Regions from separate parts of the Rattus norvegicus genome. Here regions 2 and 3 are each linked to region 1. The links are chromatin contacts, called in public Hi-C maps. All regions are on one chromosome and are shown on one strand. The core of a region is the stretch at or near the end of the contact, and the rest is flanking DNA. Distances in the headings are between cores, read along the strand shown.

What was found. Hi-C and Micro-C count contacts between places; a contact is called where the count stands out from the background.
Region 2: a contact with region 1 is called in a Hi-C map of Schwann cells, with 2.4 times the contacts expected there. The contact joins the enhancer-like site here to the promoter of Cdk6 in region 1. A contact is called at or near these places in 2 of 12 Hi-C or Micro-C datasets (the Rat2 cell line and Schwann cells).
Region 3: a Hi-C map of Schwann cells shows a contact between it and region 1, with 4 times the contacts expected there. The contact joins the enhancer-like site here to the promoter of Cdk6 in region 1. A contact is called at or near these places in 3 of 12 Hi-C or Micro-C datasets (Schwann cells, mammary epithelial cells and psoas muscle) and 1 of 1 datasets of contacts at active chromatin or transcription factors (oligodendrocytes).

What each region holds. Positions count from the first base shown.
Region 1 is chr4:31,780,162-31,782,959 of GRCr8, forward strand. Cdk6 (cyclin-dependent kinase 6) reads right to left here and starts at 1,341. Exons shown (of 7, transcript NM_001191861.2): 1 at 1,109-1,341. The coding sequence starts at 1,341.
Region 2 is chr4:31,883,251-31,886,048 of GRCr8, forward strand. No RefSeq gene overlaps it. Among named protein-coding and RNA genes, the nearest start is that of Cdk6, 100 kb to the left of the region's middle. Within about 2 kb of position 1,416, at least 5 of the 93 cell types and tissues checked have an H3K27ac peak or open chromatin away from gene starts, as enhancers often do. A contact at or near this core is called in Schwann cells, where this site is marked.
Region 3 is chr4:31,685,990-31,688,787 of GRCr8, forward strand. All of the region lies in intron 3 of Cdk6 (cyclin-dependent kinase 6), which reads right to left. Among named protein-coding and RNA genes, the nearest start is that of Cdk6, 94 kb to the right of the region's middle. Within about 2 kb of position 1,347, at least 58 of the 93 cell types and tissues checked have an H3K27ac peak or open chromatin away from gene starts, as enhancers often do. A contact at or near this core is called in Schwann cells, where this site is marked.

The DNA.
Region 1 (2,798 bases), core at 91-2,590:
ACAAAAATATTTAGCTGTGCTTATTTACATAATTTCATCCCCAGGGCATACAGTAGGCACATATTGGTTGTAAGGAATCCCAGACGAAAAGAAGAGCTGCGAATGGTAAACTCTAATTTTATGGAAAATTTATGGAAAGGTCTGTGCTTTCCCTTTTAACTTCCAGCAATGCAACTGCTTAAAAAGAGAGAAGGATAAAAGGCACAGTGGGGGAAATCCCAGCATCTTCTAGAAAACACCATTATCTTCAATCGCAGGAGAGTTGGTTAAGAATGCTTCCTCACCCACCTGCACAACTTTTCCAGGGAAACAGGTCTTAAAATCTAAAGCGCAGACTCACATCTAACCCCCAAGAGAGGCAGTCTAAGTCAGAACATACCAGTCCACAGATACTAAATGATACAGACAATCAGGTAGCGGTTTGAGAAGCAAGTGCCCGCCTCCCCACCCTCCCTCCCTCTCTTTTCTCAAATAGGGTCTTTTGTAGCTCAGGCTGGCTTCGAACTCTGGATCTTCCTGATTCAGTGTTCCTAGTACCCAGCCTCGAAAGACATTTTTCAAACAATGTTTAACACTAGGCATCAGAGTAGAAACTTCTGAACTTCTAAGACCATCAGAAGTCATTCTACAACTATATATATATATATATATATATATATATATATATATATATATATATATATATATATATATGCCACCAATGTGGGTGTGATTGGCAAACACATTCTTACACATTTCTGCATTTTCTTAAATTTTATTTACATTATGCTCCACCCTTTATCACAAGCTGGATAACTACCTCACTCTGTCTCTCAAAAACTCCCCCACGAACGGGAAAAGTTAAATAAGGGCTGGAGGGGCGTTTCTGGGGGTTGTTGGGTTTTGTCCCTAAAAGACACCCAACGCCCCCGGATCCCTTGAGGCAAGCAGAGTGAAAGCTCGTCAGAATTGCTTGGCTGTTGGGAATTCACCGCAGGTCTCCTTTTCTGCCCTGTCCAGCAAGGTCATCGGTTTTATCTGGGGAAACTCAACTCTTACTCTAGTTGGGTCACCAGCCGCCCCTTGCCCAGCACCTTCCCGGACCGGATAGCCAGGGCTCTAGGCTCACCTGACCACGTTGGGGTGCTCAAAGGTCTCCAGGTGCCTCAGCACCGCCACCTCGCGGATGGTGGAGAGCGGCATGCCCTCCTCTCCGGTCTGCACTCGCACGCGCTTCAGAGCCACGAAGCGGCCGCCGTTCTTCAGGTCGCGGGCCTTGAACACCTTCCCGTAGGCGCCTTCCCCGATCTCCGCCACGCACTCATACTGCTGGTCGGCGCGACTCAGGCTGTCCTTCTCCATGCTGGCTGGAGGCTGCCGGCGCGGCACAGTGGAACCGGGTGCTCACTGGTTGCCTTATACGCCTCCGGGACGCCCGGAGTCGGACTCGCGGCCGCCGGGCTGGACGGACCGACCTCTTTGCCCGCGGGCTCAAGCCGGGCGCAGCCGCCGCGAAACTCCGCCTAGCCGAGTCGCCGCGCTGCGGCCGCAGGAGAGCGCCGATCCCTCCTCTTCCCCCTCCGCAGCGATTACATAGTCTGCCCACAATCTCTGCACCTAGGAGGAGGAGACGGGAGGACAAGGAGAAAGTGTGATCAGGCTGCTTGGGAGACTTCACCGGGTTCCACCAGCTCCCCTCCTCCTCCCCTCTATTCGCCCCAGCTGCCTAATCCGGCCGGGTTTCTCCGAGAAAAACCAAGTTACTTTTTCTTCCCCAGCAGGGCTCGTGCAGTCTTCGCGAGGAGAGGTTGCTCCGGCCCCTCGGGGATGAGCGCCGCGCGGGAGGCAGCGGGACGAGAGGGGGCGTGCCGAGCAACCCAGAGTGTGCCGGGAGCGCGGGGGAGGGGAAGCGGCGGGCGCGTCAATGTCACGGCTCAATATTTATACCTATACCGTTGTTCTCAGCTGCCCTCTCTGACTCCGGGGGCCTGGACGTGCGGGGAACGGGGCGTCCTGGGGGAGTTCAGAAGCTGGCGTGAATGCACCAGGGGTTCACCCATGTGGGGCAGCAGAACCGGGTTGGGGCTCCCAGGACCCTGTAACCCGATGCTGGGAGTATGCGAGTAGGGGTGGTCAGACATCTGCTCGGAAATTGCTTCCTTTCTTTCTACTTTCAGTTTTTCTACCGAGAGACATTTAAAAGGGACTCGCTCACACAAATGGTCTTTGGGGGTATGGCAAGCTTAGTGGGAGACGAAATTCTGCCTCCGACTCGGAGGACCTCCCTGGTGGAAACTCTGGGAGGACAGACCATCTGGTAGAGGAGGGCTGGGGCTACTAGAGATGGGAGAGCGAGGGGCCCTGGAAGGGGAGAAGTGCTTCCCCCCCACACACACACTAATCCCAAGGGTGTGGGGAAGGCTCGTCCTGTACGGAAAAAGTAACTTCGGGATTTAGCTAGCTAAACCGGGCTGGTCCTAAAGTTTTCAACCCGTGCAAAAGCAACCGCCCTTACGACGGTGGGGGTGAAGGGTAGTAAACGTAGGTCTCCGGGGTGTGAGAGGAGACTGCCCTTGTGTCACGACCACCGAACCTCTGCCCGATATTCCGGGACGGCTGGAGGTCGGTAGCCGAGACGGTCGTTCGGTTCCCCAAAGTCTGGAGGCCAGGTCCCACGCGTAGTCAGGCGCCCCTTCCCCGTTCAGTTGTTTAGGGATGACCCAGTAAGCCTTCCCATCCCACGGAGGCCTTAGTCTGGGCTGGACCTTGGTCACCGCAGCCGCGTGTCCGGAACGGTCCACAGGCGTTTACCTGCCCCG
Region 2 (2,798 bases), core at 166-2,665, 100 kb after region 1:
CAACACACTCCTCAATTATATTTGATGATAGGAGTAACCATATCCAAATGTGAAAGAATAAGAAGGTATACAACAGCCACGTGTTCACAAATGCATTTTTCTCTCTATAGAAATATTCTATGGTATGTTTTCCTTCAGTGTAGCACATCTGGTCACTGATTTGAGTTCTCACATTCTGTATAAATAACCTATAACATGTACTTAGGCTATTACTAATTCATAGCTCACTTTTCCAGACTATTACAGAACTATTTACTTTTATAAGGGCAGCAGTTGTTTCATAAAATTCTTTCAGAACTAGCTTTTTTGAACCCAGGTGGATTCCACATGTGTGAACAAAGGAGCTACAATCCTAACCATGCCATGGATTGGAATGTATTTTTTTTCAGTCATTCTTGAGAATGTAGAAAGAGATCCTGCTATATGTCAGTATTCAGGAAGTGAGTTATCTAATGAACTTTCTAATGAAGTAGACTGCTATGTGTAGCCTTCAGTAAAAGCTTTTGGGAACTCATAAATAAAATGCGTCTGACCCAGGTGTTAGTAATCAAATTTAGAATATTTTAAAACAATATTCTCAGCCATGAAACCCTAATGCATATTTCTTTTTCTTTTCTTTCTTTTTGCAGTACTGGGGGTTGCAGCGTCTAAGATATGCTAGGGTGGCTCTCTGTCCCTGAACTTTGTCCCCATTCTTCCTAACATAAATTGCAAAAAAAATTTTTTTCTTTTCTTTCTTTGTTTTCTTTCTTTTTTTTTTAAAGTATCTGGTCAGCAGGCTAATGTTCTTTTAGAGCATGCCTCTGATGAGAACTTGACTACTGCATTATATTTTGAGGATTGTATACAATTGTGATTTATGCTCTTTTGCACACACGAGGGCAGGGGGAGTCCCCTTTAAACAGAAAGCTGCTTCAATGAATAAGCATGCCATTAATTCATGATTCAAGATGTCATAGTTTGGATGAGATAACCAAATTCCTCAGATGGTTCAGCTGAAAACAGCTGTTTCCTTCAGAACCAGTTGGAGATATTTGAGTGGAAAATGGTAAGCTGGAAAAATAATGGGCACACAGTTATTGCCACAGTTATTACTGGAAATATGAGGTGATTAAAAATCATGCAGGGATTACTTCTATTAAGAAGTTTTTCTTCCCGTTGCTTTTTCCAAGAAACTACTTTCAAATGAAATGTCATTGGAGCTTGCCTGTTGTTGATGGATTTAAATCATTTTCTGAGCGTGCCTTTGAAGTCTTTGGCGATCGTTATGAAAAGAATGACCCCAAATTCTTTGCAAATTCTCAGTCCTGAAGGTAACAATACCATTTTGCGTTACAAAGAGTCTTCTATTCAGCTCTCAAATCTTCACGTGCAGATGAAGTGTTTCAGTGATTGGTGATATGTCACCATTGACACAGTGTAACCTCGAGCTTCAGTTCTTTGCATGGAGAGAAACTTTCTTTAAAATGTGAACACACAGTCTCTACCCCATCGCACAAAATCTCCACGTCACACCTTCTTGCTTGCTGTCCTGTTTGTTCACACTGAGGCGAGGTCAATGCAATCTTTTCTCAAAGCAACTGCTCACAAAAAAAAAAATTCTTAAAAAACAAAACGCCCATGTTTTCTGGCAGAGCAACAATGTACCAGTCAAAATAGTTTTATTTAATGACTGAGCATGGTTAGCTGGCTCCCCATAATTCATTTTATAATTGGGAAAATTGTACCACTTCTGTCTGATAGTGTCAGAGTAGTGATCTGGAGCCACTGAGCAGGAGTTTCCAACAACAACAACAAAAAAAAAAATTAAGTTTTTCCACTTTATAACTCAAGAAGAATTTAGGACCAGGGCAGTTATAGACTCTAGAGATTGTTTTCATGTCCAGGGTTTAGTTCAAATTTCAGACAGGAAGGAAGCATGGGCATAGTTTGATTTCCAAAAACAAAGTTTTATTTGTCAAATCTCACTTCCTCATATACTTATTGATACAAGTCTAATATTAAACACATTAAGCTCTCAAAAAAGTTTTAGTAATGAATGAGTAAAGAAAAGTAATCACTATAATCCTCCTCTGTGAGTTTCTCTAACATGTATGCATTCACCTGATTCTTTCAACCGGGACCTCTAGTTCTTCGAAAGTTTCAACTGCAAAATGTACATGGAGTGCATCAATGGGTGATTGAAAGCTGTATACTCCCAGCTGTAATAATATATATGACTTTGGTGGTAAACATCATGACTTCATATGCCCTACTATGCGTATGATCCAAGAGTATCTAGACATTGTTGTCTTTAAAAACGAAAAGATTTATTTTTTTATATCCTTCCGTGTGTGAGCCCATATGTCTGTGTGCCCCATGTCTATACTGTGGAGATCAGAAGATAATGTTGGAGTACCCCATAACTGAAGTTACAGATGGTTGTAAGCCACCCAATATGGGTCTAGGAATGGAACCCAGGATCCCTAGAAGAACAATACACTTTTTGTTGCCAATGAGTCAACTCTCCAGCCATAAATCTTTCATGAGAACCTATATGACTCCCCAGTTAAGAACCTGTAAGAGCCTACATCTTTGTATCAGAGCTGAAACATAGAAATTTGTTGGGGGGGGGGTCGGTCCAAAGTTGTTATATATTCAGATGCTAAATTCTGGCCCTCACGATTTACTTACAGTTCCACGAGCACATTCTCTTGAGCATAAAATGATGTTGTATAAACTTTGCTCTCCAGTCTTCTCTGAGTGGTTTTATGAAAGAAACCACAGTCAATTACTGGGAGAATAGAGGTAGGCAGGGC
Region 3 (2,798 bases), core at 97-2,596, 94 kb before region 1:
GATATCATGGTTACAACAGAGGCCTTGAGAAACCTTAATCTTTAAATAAAGACACAGCATACAGGAAACGTAACTGTACCAGTTAGGGTGGTGAGGAGGGGTTTGTGATCATGAGTCAGGAAGGATAAGGCCCGAAGGTTAACGGACACCCAGACAGACATTCGCAATAGAAACGCTCATCTGCTGGGGTTCGAGAGGGTCAAGTTATTATCAGAAGGGGCAAAGCAGCGTGAGATGATTAAATGGTATCTGTGCCTGTGTGTTCACAACTGATGATGCCATTACGCAGGCTGTGCAGTGGGAAGAGCTGGAAATGTACCCACCGATTTCCTGTGAAAACAGGGAGTTGGGAAGCAAAGGACAGTGAAACATTTGGTGGTATTAGATAATTAGTCGGATAAACTGATGTGTATGCCTGGTGACGAGGAGAGACCAGGAGGTTGCGGTGACACTGTAAACAAATGTATAAGCAAGTCCCGAGCTGGGATTCATTATTTAGGTACTGGAGAATCAGGCCTCACTGTCTTACTCACCCCCTGTAAAACATGAGCTGAATGTCTAAGAACGGGTAAGCCAAATGTTACAAAATTTCATTCGCATATCTTGACTGACATTACGAGATTATCAAAGCTCAGAGAAAATGAGGTTGTGACAGCTGCAGACAAGAAGTTCACACAGGCGAAGAATTAAAAAGGACACAAAAGTCCTACTTATAGAAACATTGTTTTTCATGCACTTCCAAGGACCATGCATGCCTCACAGTCTGGGCATGGAAATAATACCTTTGGGTCAGGCATGCTTACAAAGAGGAAGCTGTCTTATTACATAAAGTTGCGGATCATTTCCTGACACAGCACTCAAGTGTATTCCCATAGAGATGTTAAAGGCAGGAACATCACAGCTCACCTATTTTTTTTTGTCTAGAACTAATACATAACAGTGACCACTTACGAAGGAGCTGGCCTTAGGTGGGCGAATGAATGCCTATCTTTTATGGACAAGGAGAACGGTTATGTATTCGCGTTGCCAGCAGGGCTTGGCATACTATGCCCACATATCCACACCCGCCTACAGCAGTTTTCCCGTACACTGCAGAACCCACTCTCTTTTGTACATGGGAGAAACTCATACAGTAATCATCGATGGCTGTGAGCAGAGTCAGCCTATCAGACGGCGACTCAGCCATGTTTTATTACAGCCGAGAATGAGCCACCGAGGACCTGGACAAGTTCTCGTGTTTGTTTTGGCCCTGGCATTTTCCACGTACGCAGCCCTGGGAATCCTAAAGAAAATGTGTCCTGTTCCCAGCTCTGCACTGCCCCCATTGTGTTCCACTTCCCTCACTGGTCAAAGTGAAAACGAAACTCACACAAACACCCCATTGTTAGCTATGAAATATGTACTGGCAACTGCATGTATTAACAAAACAATCCTGCTTGTGTCATGGCAAGATGTTGAGACCGGAGGGTGTTCCAGGAGCCTTTGCAGCTTCAGAGGTGTGTCCTGAACTTTCGCTGAGGTGCTGAGGCGACAGGACTGTGGGGTTTTTCCATGACATCCATGTAACGCTCCGGGTTTGATTCATTCAGTATGCACTGGCAGCCTCTGGAGGGTTCTGTGGGAGCCACTCAGCTGCCGAGCCTGGGGCTCAAACCGTGCCAGGTCTCCATAGTAAACACAACATGCGCGGAGAGGAAACAAACATAAAGAATTTATTTTCTCGGGTAAAAGATGACATTGTTCTTCAACTCCTGGTCCTACTTCACTCTGTCACTGGAGCGTGCCAACTGGGTGTCCTGGAAGGAGTCTATTCCAGGCACACATACAGAAAACAAGTGTGGATTACTTGATGCACACACATCCAGTGGCCCTGACTGCAAAGGATGGATGGACGGACCGCGCTGTGACCCTTGCAAACATCCCCACATCCTGGCACAGAGGTGACAGGTGTGGGTTCTCTGGCTTCAGCCTTGATAGATCCATGTGTCACGCGGGCTCCGCAGAACGGGAAATTCTTCCTCGATTGCATTTTCCTGTTTCTAAAGATACAATTCCTTCGTGTGACTGATACGTTCAGATCTATTTCCCAATTTTGCCTGTAAGCTCTGAGAGCAAAGACCTTGTCCACTTTAGTTCAGCATCACCTCTGAGGTTCATGGACAGAACCTGGCACAGAGGAGGTGACTGGCAATTGTTGACTGAAAGCCAGAACTCCATTTCCTTTCCTTTCCTAGGCATATAAAAGTCTCTGAAATCGAATAGTTTCTCCAGTGTTTACCAAGTGCTAATAACACAGAGACAGGGACACATGCAAATGCACACATGCGTACACATGTGTGCACATGTACGTACGTACACACACACACACACACACACACACACACACACACACACACACACACACACTCCTATTGCACTGGCCTGAGGCAGTGTAAGCAGTTTGAATAGTGTCAGACTGGCAGTACTAAACCTTCAGAATTTTATCAGTGCCACTGAAAATTCCTTTAATTTTTTCTTTTGTACTTCTTATGTCTCTAACAACAGCCTTATTAGGTTTACTACTGTCTTTGGTGATTATTACACGGAAAAATGTTTGCAAGACTGTACGACTTTCAACGCGGAAGACGTGGATGGACTCAGAGAAAGAGCTTCAGAGGAAAGTCACAATGGGAAAAAATGCCGTAAAGCTTTTACAAAGATCTAAGAGTACAAGCTACTGTTAAAACAAAACAAAGCAAACAAACGAAATTGAATGAAACGGTGAAGAAATTAGTAAAAGCTGTTTAGTAATTCTATTC